Regions from separate parts of the Mus musculus genome. Here region 2 is linked to region 1. The links are chromatin contacts, called in public Hi-C maps. All regions are on one chromosome and are shown on one strand. Each heading gives the region's core, a stretch centred on a gene start, on an enhancer-like site or on the middle of the called end of the contact. The rest is flanking DNA. Distances are from core to core; before and after follow the strand shown. Region 1 holds the start of Agtr1a (angiotensin II receptor, type 1a). Region 2 has its middle 50 kb from the start of Agtr1a.

Region 1 (6,211 bases), core at 803-3,302:
TGAGTTCCAAGGAAGAGTAAAACTAGAAATTAAAACCTTGTAAAGGGGAAAATAAGCCAACACCACCAACAAAAACAAGGCATCCAGGAAGAGAAGAAGGGCTCAGAAAAGTCAGTCAATTTTAACACCTTACAACTTGAGGCCCCTCCCTAAACCTCAAGCAGTATATATCATACATTATAGGAATTGTCACCTGTGATTTGAGGATAGACCTGTGGACCTCTCACTAAGAAACATTTAACCAGAGATGTTAACAGTTTCGAAGACTTTTATCATGGGATAATAAGGTAACCAGTCTAGACTTTTATGTAGTCAGCAATAACCAAAAACCAGAAAGTATCGAGGTTTTAAAAGACTGTAAGAGACCTTCTGTGCAGTGACCAGAGACTCAGAATTGTTAGATAAATAAAAGCACTCTTAATATCGCGCAGCTAATTCAGGGTAAGAACAAGGAGGGTTCCTGGGCATTAGCAGGAAATTGATGGAGAAGTGACCGTCCAAGTGGGGCCTTAATGGCTCCAAAAAGACTTCCGAGATAAGCAAACAGGACAGGTAGTGTTTGTTTGTTTGTGGTTAAACCAAGGAGATAAAACACTAAAACAAGCTTCTTGGAGTCCTTATATTTGTAAAGTGGGTTAAGGCTTTTGCTTAGGGGCAATAAATACAGGGACTCGGTGGCGGTAACTCTCAAGAAAATCGCTTTAGGAATGAAGTACCTTGAAAAGGGAAACAATGATTACTGACTGCAGAGAGCAGGCTGTGAGGCTGCTCTCTCTCTCTCTCTCTCTCTCTCTCTCTCTCTCTCTCTCTCTCTTTTCCTGGAACGACACAGGAGGAAATTAATGTTGTCGACTTCCAAATGAGACCTCAGGGCACACAGAGTGCCCAAATTTTCCTGAAAAAAAAAAAAAAAAAAAAAAAGACGTCTCCCTGGAGTTGATGGTGGGTCTTTATGCTTAAGGACATGGGCAAACATGGACACCCGTAGCCTATTCTCCTGTGCTTAACCAAAGACAGGGAGCAGGTGAAGTCTTGAGCAGGATTGGCTTAAATTTTCTGGAGACCACCATAGTCTGAGGTTGCGGAGACACTGGCCTAAAGGTTTCTCAAGAAAGTGAAATGAGGTAGAAGAGTGGAGAGCCCTGCTCTCGCTCGCTCGCTTCAGTACTGAATCGGAGCCACTGAAATCCAGTGAGGACTACAGGCCAAGACAGCCTGCTGAGATGCAGCCACCAGCTTCTCCCCACTTCTGACTGAAGTATCAAAGCTTGGCTGGGAACACCTGTGGTTATGGCGTTTGGCCCCACTACCATCTATGTGATACTGATGATCCACTAGTAGAACCCGCACTGAGAAGAAGGAGAGAAGGCAGTGCAGGGTCATTGGCAAACAAAGGTGAGGCTGGGGACAATCTTAACTTAAGCTCAAAGTAGCACAACTTCAGATTTTGGCCCCGCGGTCATACAGGCTACGGTTAAATTCAGGTCACAGCTAAAATACAACAGTTATTTAAAAGCACGGCGGAAAACTGACTTGCTTGCCTCACATTTCTGTAGATTTCTAGCCTGTACTCGAAGAGTTTGATCAAAACATTATGACTCCTTTGGACCACGCTGCAAACGAGCGCACTTTCCTCCCACCTGATCCGGTGAAGGGCAGCCCCCTCCAGGCTCATTCCGCTGGCCGGGAGTGAGCTCGCTCCCCTGGGTCCCCCGGGTCCTCCGTGCCCAGTACTCTAGATTCAGATGTGGTGACAAGGAACCTACCCACTCCCGCCCCTGATCACCACGCTGGCGGGACGCCTGGGCTAGGACTCACCCGGGAGAGCAGCAGAGCTGGGAGAGCCGCAGAGCTGGTACTGGCTTCAGCCACCCCAGCGACCCACCCCAGCGACCCGTGGACCAGGACTCAAGCCTCGAGTCCTCTCCGGCCAGACAGCATCATCCAGTCCCTCCCAACTGCCTGGCGATCAGCAGCGAGGCACTTCCATATTTATAGCCTAGGGGGACGTTGCTACTCCGCAGGTTCCAACCCTAAGGCTTTGCACTCCTCCCTCGCCCCGCCCCGCCCCGCCCCGCCCCGAGACCCTCTGTCCAACCCTCTCCCTCTCCAGTTTCTGACGGAGTCTTCCCTGCTGCCAGTCACCGATGTGCCCTTCCAGATCCAAGCTCAGCTGGTCCTGAATCCCACATCCCAGCCTGAAGTGTTGAAGATGGAGGGAGGTGGGCGTAAGGCCACATGAACTGACTCCAAGATAAATGCTTCACTTAGAAAGAAGAAAAAAAAAATCTTGGAAAAATTTTAAGGATGAATTAAGGAACTCCCTTTCTTCGCTGTGGCTGACTCAAAATTTGAGGCCTGTGCTGTGGATTACATATGGCATGGATTAATTTCAGAGTTGTAAAATAAAAGATTATCAGTTCCTCCTAGTTTACACGTGGCTCAAGCTGCATTTATTTTAAAATAAAAACAGACTGCCAAAAAAATAGCACAAAATATTTGAGAACAAAATGAACTCAATTCTAAATTAGAAAGAAAGAAAGAAAGAAAAAAAGAAAGAAAGAAAGAAAGAAAGAAAGAAAGAAAGAAAGGAAGGAAGGAAGGAAGAAAGGAAGGAAGAAAAGAAAGAAAGAGAGAAAGGAAAGAAAGAGAGAAAGGAAAGGAGAGGAGAGGAGAGGAGAGGAGAGGAGAGGAGAGGAGAGGAGAGGAGAGGAAAGGAAAGGAAAGGAAAGGAAAGGAAAGGAAAGGAAAGGAAAGGAAAGGAAAGGAAAGGAAAGGAAAGGAAAGGGGAAATACATTCTGCAGTGTATCACGAGGCCAGAATTACTCTGATACCAAACTCAGGCAACACAGTACAAGCCAACTTCAGACTAACAGCTTCTATGGATGGAGATGCAAATCCTAATGAAGTGCTAGCGATTCAAATCCAGTGGAAAAATAAAGGTATTGAGACCATGATGTGCCCTGCTCTGAATTACTCGACATTGTGCAAAACAATGGCTTTCGACTGCAGAGTTTGTATTTTACAAGCAGCATTGACTCCACTTAAAGTGAAAATGCAGAAGTAGAATTCGCACCTTGATGTGCACATAAACATCATCTGCCTGTCACCAGCTACATGGCACAGATAGATTAACAATTTATTTCTTAAGGCAGAAAGCCCCCACCCCCACCCCACGCCCCATGCCCCGCTACTTAAAAAACAATCGAAGTAAATGGAGACTATAGCCACACACGCCGAGGTTAATATCAAATCTGGGAAACCAGGAGTGACAGCACACTGGACTGGCAAGACTGGAAAAGGGTGCAGCTCTCTCACCTGAGCCCCATGAAGAGAAGAAGCCCTAAGGCTTCAGGGGTAAGAAGCCCTATCTTTCCACCCTGTGTGCGTCACAGAGTGCCCAGCCCTCCTAGAGGCTTCAACTTAGCTCAGTCTCTGCTATGATGTGGCTGTTCTATTTGAAGTGACACATATGCCCACTTGTGTGTCTCTACCTGACATGAAACTGTCTCCAGGGCTGAGTCCTGCACTTGGCTGCTAAAGCCTCTGCCAGTGGCTCAGCTCAAACCTTGACTTTTAGCAGCAGACCTCCAGCAGCGGTTATCTCATTACCATAGAGGCCCCTTTTGACCCCTTTAGCTGCCTGCTTCTCAAGCATCTTTGCAATTCCCTGAGTCCTATTAGATACTCTTCAATGCTATGTAGCCGATGTCTAAATTACATATATGTGTGTGTATATATAGTGTGTGTATAGTGTGTGTGTGTGATGTATAGTGCATAATCTGAAAGTTAATGTTCATAGGTAAGATTGGAATAAAAGGGTCTGTGTTTCTGCATTTGCCTTGTCAGGTTATCAAGGAATTGGACACTCCTTAGCAAATTGATTCTTACAAAGTCAATATTCCTTGTGAATTTATTGTTATCCAATAAATTCTGGCATTGTGAAAAGTCACAGGCATGTTGGTTGAATCTTTGCAAAGATATAAACTCAGTTTTTAAAAGTGCAGGTCTTCTGTTATGAAACCTGGAACAAAGACTCTGCTGGAAGATAACAGGAGCAGCGCCCTACAGGAGACAAGCTCGGGACAGGGCTTCCTGAACTCTGTTCCCTCCAGAACTACAGCCAACAACTGACAAATGAGACCCCATGGAAACTAAAGGTCTTCTGCACAGGGAGAGAAACAGAATCAGCCAACTGAGTGAGGTGGAAGCCCACAGAGTAGGAAAGAATCTTTTCCAGCTATACATTAATTTCCAGAATATATAAACTATTTAATTATATATGATATGCATATAAATTATATTATTATACATAACATGCATATGAATTATATATAGTATATAACATGACATTTAACATGTAACATGTGACATGTAGCATATACTATAACATGATATATAATTATGACATTTGACATATGACATAACATAATGTATTAACACATAACACATAATATATATTTAAGTTATTTAACTATAGGATTAATTTCCAAAATATATAAGTAACAAAAAAAGTCAAGAAAACACAATTTAAAAATGGCCTCTGGATCTGAACAGAGTTCTCTAAAGAAGAAATAACAGTGGCTAAGAAATATATTATAAAATGTTCAACATCTTTAACCATCAGAGAAATGAAAATTAAACTAGTCTAAGATTCCATCTTACAGCCCTAAGAATAGTGAAGATGAAGAAAACAGGTGTTAGCAAATGTTATTGAGGATGCAGGAAAGGGGGGACTTTTGATTGAGAACTGATGCAGCCAATATGGAAATTAGTGTGGAAAATTATTGAAACTCAAAATCCATCTGCCATGTGACCCAGCTACAATGCTCCTTGTCATAATCCCGAGGGACCCGCCATCTACTCCACTGTTCTTGCTCATCCACGTTCATAGCCACTCTATTCATTATAGCTGGGAAACAGGAACAGCCTAAATGTCCTTCCACTAATGAATAGATGATGGAAATGTGGTTCACAGACACAGTGGAACAGTACCCAACTCTAAAAATGTAAAGTAAAATCATGAAATTTGTACGTTAAATGGATGGAGCTAGAAAGTATTACACTGGGTAAGGCAACCCAGATGTAACGTGAAGTATCCCCAGAAAACCAGGAAAACAGAAGGAGATTGTGAGCAGAGGGGAGGAGAAACCCTAGAGAGGGGGTAAGAGGAGATCTGTGTTACAAAATGGAGAAAATGAGGGAGACCTATACTGGACAATAGGAAGGGTAATATATAGGGAGAGGGAAGAAAGAGAAAGAAATAACAGCAAGAGTGTTTAAAATATGTGTGTGTGTGTGTGTGTGTGTGTGCGTGTGTGTGTGTGTGTGTGTGTGTGTGTGTGTGTGTGTGTGTACATTTAACTGAGTTGTGCCACATGAGGTGATAATGATTTTCACAAGAGCCATACACTACCTTGCCATAACTCTAGTGTTAACCATAGGAAATCGTTTATGTTGTTTTCCAAAACAATTTGGGCTGTTGGCAATGCCCTTAGCTGTTCTCCAGAACTCAAAGGTAAGACCGTTTCTGAATACACCACACGTGTTGGACACGGGAGTTGGAACTGACCTGCAAGCCTAAGGACTTGCTCACAGAATGTCAGAAGGTGATAGGCAGGCTGCCAAGGGAGAGACTGGAAAGCCCATGAACCACAATGGCTGGACTGGCCAGATACAGCGGCACTTTTATCTTGGGGTAACCAATAGCTGCCTAATTCAAGTTAGGGCCCATGCCAGAGGAAGAAATGCATGCCTGCTACTGTGCCTTGCCAACTACTACTGGTGGCTGGAGACATCACAGACCAAAGAGAAGAACCTACTACTGTCATTGTTCTAATCAATACAGTTCCTAAGTGTATTATAAATATGAACCTTATCCCTCAGATAAGTCTAGCACTTACTCCTCATCAAAGAAGCTCTGTTTTCAGCAGATGGTGGTTACCTCAGAGATGCAATATGGTCCTAAACAAGACCTGCATAATGGCAAACCCAATTAGCATGCCAACATAAAGTGAGAGATTCCAGCAGCTCCCACCTCCAATTAAGGGCTCAATGGCTATAGAGAGAAGAGAATCCATTTTCTCCAGGGGTGACCTGATAGGTCAGCCCTAAGCACACATACATACTAGCAATGCTAGATGGGCTCAGTGGGACACACACACACACACACACACCTAATCACACACATACACACTGAATCAACACAAT
Region 2 (5,426 bases), core at 2,693-5,192, 49 kb before region 1:
TTTTCTTGTGTGCAAATGACATAATTAAATATTGTTAAAGCTGTACAAACTCATCCCAAGGTACTAATTCTGACTCTTTCTGATCACAAAAATTTACTTCTTAACCTCACCATATAATTTCTCAAGCAGGATGAGTTGACTTGGCCAAGACATTTTCTACACGGAGGAATATTGTGTTTGCTTTCTATGAGACCAAGAGGACTGATAGGCTACTGGGTCTGGTGGGGATGGCGATCTAGATCTATGTATTTGGATGTCAGATGGTGTGGGCACTCATTTCCTTCCTTATGACTACATGTTTCAAATTAGACTTATTATAGTCCATATCTTGCCACTGTGGCACCTCAGGGGATATAGATCTCAGCTACAATAAATTAAAGGAGCTACTATTGTCAGACTCTCAGTTCCACTGAGTAACAGGTACCTCTATAGCTCTTCTCCCTTAGGACACACGCTCATGAATACCTAGGTGCTTGTTCTGTCACAAGGTGACATAGAAAAGAGGGTAGACCACATCACCTTCCTTCATTTGGACACAAACCAAGGGGTTGCAGAGCTTTGATGAGAACTTATATTGGATGGCCAATGAATGATGTGCTAGACAATAGAAAGGGGTAATTTTTATCAATCATAACCCAACTTGTAAACTTTAGTCTCAGATCTTTGAATTCTAGTCCCTTGGGTGTTGATCTGTTGAGATAGTGCAATGGTTAAAGGTGTTTGTCAGCAAGCCTAAGGATCTGAGTTCAAAACCCGGGACCTAAATAATGGAAGGAGATAACTTATTCTTGCAAGTTATCCTCTGACATGAACTGTGGCAAACACATGCATGGGTATCCACAGATATTTTCACAATAAATAAAAATGTATTATTGTTTAAAACCAGGAATGTTGATTTTATCATTTGCCATACATAAAGACACAGGTGGGTGTCAGACCCAGGTACAATCAAGGACTCAGATGTGACATTAACACACTCTCTCTCTCTCTCTCTCTCTCTCTCTCTCTCTCTCTCTCTCTCTCTCTCTCTCTCTCCCTCTCTCTCTCTCTCTCTGCATTTTCTCTCTCCATTCTCTCTCCATTTTTGGATATTTCCTTTATTTACATTTTAAATGTTTTCCCCTTTCCCTGTCCTCCCATCCCAGAAACCCCCATCCCATCCCCACTCCCCCTATTTTTATGAGGGTGCTCCCCTTTCTAAGAAGGACTGAAGCATCCACACGTTTGTCTTCCTCCTTCTGCAGCTTTATGTGGTCTATGAATTGCATCTTGGGTATTCTGAGCCTTTGGGCTAATATCCATTTATCAGTGAGTGCATACCATATGTGTTCTTTTGTGATTGGGTTACCTCACTGAGGATATTTTCTAGTACCATCCATTTGTCTAAAAATCTCATAAATTCATTGTTTTTATTTTGTTTGTAGAACATGGTTTTAATATTTTCAACTGTTGATGAACAACAGACAGAACAATTATTTTAAGATATATTTCTTTTTTATGTCTCCCTTTTCATTTCTGATTTTATTAATTTGGATACTGTCTCTGTGCCCTCTGGTTAGTCTGGCTAAGGGTTTATCTATCTTTTTGATTTTCTCAAAGAACAAGCTCTTGGTTTTGTTGATTCTTCGTATAGTTCTTTTTGTTTCTATTTGGTTGACTTTAGCCCTGAGTTTGATTATTTCCTGCCATCTACTCCTCCTGGGTATATTTGCTTCTTTTTGTTCTAGAACCTTCAGGTGTGCTGTCAAGCTGCTAGTGCAAGCTCTCTTCCATTTCTTTCTGGTGGCACTTGGAGCTGTAAGAGGAATCTTACCACAGCTTTCATTGTGTTCCATGGTTATGATGTGTCTTCTTTTTCATTAAATTCTAAAAAGCCTTTTATTTCTTTATTCCTTCCTTGACCAAGTTATTATTGAGTAGAGTGTTGTTCAGCTTCCATGTGTATGTGTGCTTTCCACTGTTTTTGTTGGTATTTAAGACCAGCCTTAGTCCATGGTGATCTGATAGGGTGTGTGGATTATTTCAGTCTTCTTATATCTGTTAAGGCCTGTTTTGTGACCAATTATATGGTCAATTTTGGAGAAGGTACTGTAGACCTTAGGTCTCTTGTCATCTCAGTTAATATCATTCTCATGCATTGGGGACATTGTAACTAGTAGGCTGTAGGGTTGCACCTCACAAATGCAGACATTTCTACAAATGTACAATCGGTTCCATTTGGCAATTTGTAGATTACTGTAAGAGATAAGAACTTATCTACAAGGAAGTCACACAGAGCAAATGAGTCTTAAATGATCTAATTTCCAGAGCTCTTTAGTTCTTCCAAATTTGTAGATCAGAGTCTAAAAGCATAATTTTGAAAAAAAAATATATACCCACAACTAGTCATAGATATTCATCTGTTTTTGTTTTTGTTTTGTTTTTGTTTTTGTAAGACTCAGACTTCTGCAAGAAACTGATGAAGAGCCATGTTTGAGCTGACATCCACCCTCAACATATACTTTCCTAACTGCCACCTTTAATCTGAGAATTTTTTAGGAAAGAAGCAATGAAGAAAATATGCCATTGTGTGAAAACCTTGGTGTGACTTACTTAAGTATAAACTTCTGCAGGATCCATAACCTACTATAAACATATATATATATGTATATATATATATATATGTATATATATATATATATATATATATACATACACATACATACACACACATATAATAGATATAGGGATGATATGTAGATAGATAGATAGATAGATAGATAGATAGATAGATAGATAGATAGAGAGATAGAGAGAGATAGATAGAGAGATAGATAGAGAGATAGAGAGATAGATAGTTATGAACTCCAGTTACTATATTCATGTCACTAGGAACTATCTAGAAAGATCACTATGTTTACACTATAAGCATGAATGTTTCAGTACACACTGCTCTTTTGGATACAAGTGCAGGTTGCAGAAGTTTGAGCTCCTCATAGCAGCTTTGTCCTTTTCTCCCTCCTCACCTGTTTTGATTGTCCTTATAAAACTGCCAATGGATCATGTCACACCTGCAACCATTTTGCAGCCTAGGGATGTAGCTGGGTAGAAAAATGGCTCATTCTGAAGCAGTCCTGCCCTTAGATGGCATGAAAAAATGTTCATTTGAGGAGGAAGTGGACAGTGCAATAGTCTACTGCACAGATAGAAAAAAGTGGATGCAATTATTCATACTGGTTTTTGCAATCATAACAGAAATAGGGGCCCTATACCTACTAACCAAACATCCTACCACTGAGTCAAACCTCTAACCAGCAAGTGCATATTGGACCTGAAAAAGTAAAATTAAAAATTTGAAAACCCGACTCTAATCATTGGTTGGAATATCTCTACCCTTATCATTTCCTTATTCATTTACATTTGTGTTCCTAATCTCTGTGCCTCCTGCATTAAAGGGGAGTTTAATATTCAATATTTTAAATATTTAATATTCAAAATTGTCCAACTGTGTCATGACCATACCATTGTTTATAGCTTATATCCATCCCTGATATTTGGCTTCCTCTTCCTCCTGTTGGTCTAGGCCTAAATCCAGCATGGCCCTGGGGTCCCAGGCATCTGTGTGTGGTCCTCTATGAGGTCAGAATCATAGTCTGAGGCAGTCACTGGCTGCGTCCAGCCTCCTATCTCCTTCTCTCACTTTCTTCCGGTTTACTTTGTTCTCTGCCTCATGCACATCTGGAATTCCCCAGCCACAATTCTTCTACTTCTCTTCTCACCTGTTTGGTCCGGCTTTCTCGCCTCTTGATCCTCAGGTTGGTGTGGGGGAAATGCAGCAGTGTATAAAGTAATGAAACTAAAAACACATTATGTGAAAACTCTGAGCTCTTTTACAGCTTGTCAATCAAACCTCCTCTTACCTGACTACCTTATAAACTATGGGAAGGCCTGTTATACACTAGAAGCTGTGAGTTACACAACTCTCTAGTCCCAACACAGACTAGGTACACATAAATAATTTACTGAATTGATCAATAAGTGAATTATTAACCAAAACGATGGATTTGCTCACGGAGAAATAAGACTTGGGTTCCGTGGCTCCTGCATCTCATGGAGTGTCTGGAATCTTTATGGGACGTCTTTGGGTTTTGTATACTTAGAAGATATTCCAAAGACAAGTAGTGTGCCTACTTTAAATATGTTCATGAACGATAAATCATGGCATCTCATTAGAGATGACGTAGAATTTAATGTTTGGAGAAATCTGTATTAGCTACATTTCTATTTCTGTGATAAAACACCACAGCCAAGACAGCTTATAGAAGAAAAGGCTTATCTAAGGGTTTGGATTTCTAAAGCATAAGAATCCATAAGCACCCAGATGAGGAACGTGGGAGCAGACAGGAAGGCATGGTTTCAAAGCAGCAGCTGAGAGCTCACATCTCCATCTATAAATAGGAAGCACAGAGTGTGACTTGAAATGGCTTGAGTCTTCTGAAACCCCAAAGCCCACTTCCAGTGACACAGTGCTTCAGCAAGGCCACACCTCCTCACCCTTCCCCCTCGCCCAGATGGCCACCAACTGGGAGCCAAGTGTTTCAATGCCTGAGACCTATGAGAGACACCTCATTCAAAGTATCACACAATCCTTTTGGGAAAAAATTGAAATAAGCAGCCAGCATTGTATTAATGAAATCTAAAATAAAACAAGAAAAAATTAAAGGAAGCACATGTAACCACAATTATTTCCAAGAATATGACTTAAGATGATTTCTTGGTGGAAGTTTTGCCCTGTCCACCAAGGTCTCTGAATGATCTGTCTATAGCATCTATTGGCTATTTTACATAGTCTTCAACCCCCTTGCCCATAGGATCTATCAGCTGTTCTGCATATGACTCAGCTCTTTGCACACAGTTTATTGCAACAGAATAGGTACCTCAGCATCCCTGGGGTGAAGGTAGTGAAAGCTTCCAGGTAAAGAATAGGTAGCCGCCCCTTGGCAATATTTTGGTCTAGTTTGTTCTCAGCAGTAGCATACGGCGCCTGGGTTCTTACAGTAAGTAAACTCCTATCTTCTAAGCTTGTCATGAGCTATAGCTAAACATAACTGGTAGCATATAAATTGTGTTATGCTTTCTGAAAAATGTGGTCACACATATTGGGAATATGAAAAAAAATGTTTACAGTCATATTCTCAGTTCTACTTTTTCTTGGTGTGAGAGGAGTTTATCAGATTAATGCACTTATGAGCACCTCAGCGTGATTTCTGGTGCCAAAAGTATTTTTAGAAGAATGGTACATGTTCCAATTTGGTGATTCCCTAATTATATCAGGTGTGCTTGTATTTTGAAACAGTAACAGTGGTGGCGCATGCCTTTAATCCCAGCACTTGGGAGGCAGAGGCAGGGGGATTTCTGAGTTCGAGGCTAGCCTGGTCTACAAAGTG

The links. A called contact is a pair of places that touch in the nucleus more often than the background predicts.
Region 2: a contact with region 1 is called in a Hi-C map of liver, with 3 times the contacts expected there. The contact joins the enhancer-like site here to the promoter of Agtr1a in region 1. A contact is called at or near these places in 1 of 39 promoter capture datasets (embryonic stem cells), 3 of 484 Hi-C or Micro-C datasets (liver and uterus), 2 of 115 datasets of contacts at active chromatin or transcription factors (the SCID.adh cell line and cardiomyocytes) and 1 of 9 other capture datasets (adipose tissue).

What each region holds. Positions count from the first base shown.
Region 1 is chr13:30,332,197-30,338,407 of GRCm38.p6, reverse strand. It overlaps Agtr1a (angiotensin II receptor, type 1a), which reads right to left and starts at 2,052. Exons shown (of 3, transcript NM_177322.3): 1 at 1,819-2,052.
Region 2 is chr13:30,383,922-30,389,347 of GRCm38.p6, reverse strand. No RefSeq gene overlaps it. Among named protein-coding and RNA genes, the nearest start is that of Agtr1a, 50 kb to the right of the region's middle. Within about 2 kb of position 3,942, at least 3 of the 459 cell types and tissues checked have an H3K27ac peak or open chromatin away from gene starts, as enhancers often do. A contact at or near this core is called in liver, where this site is marked.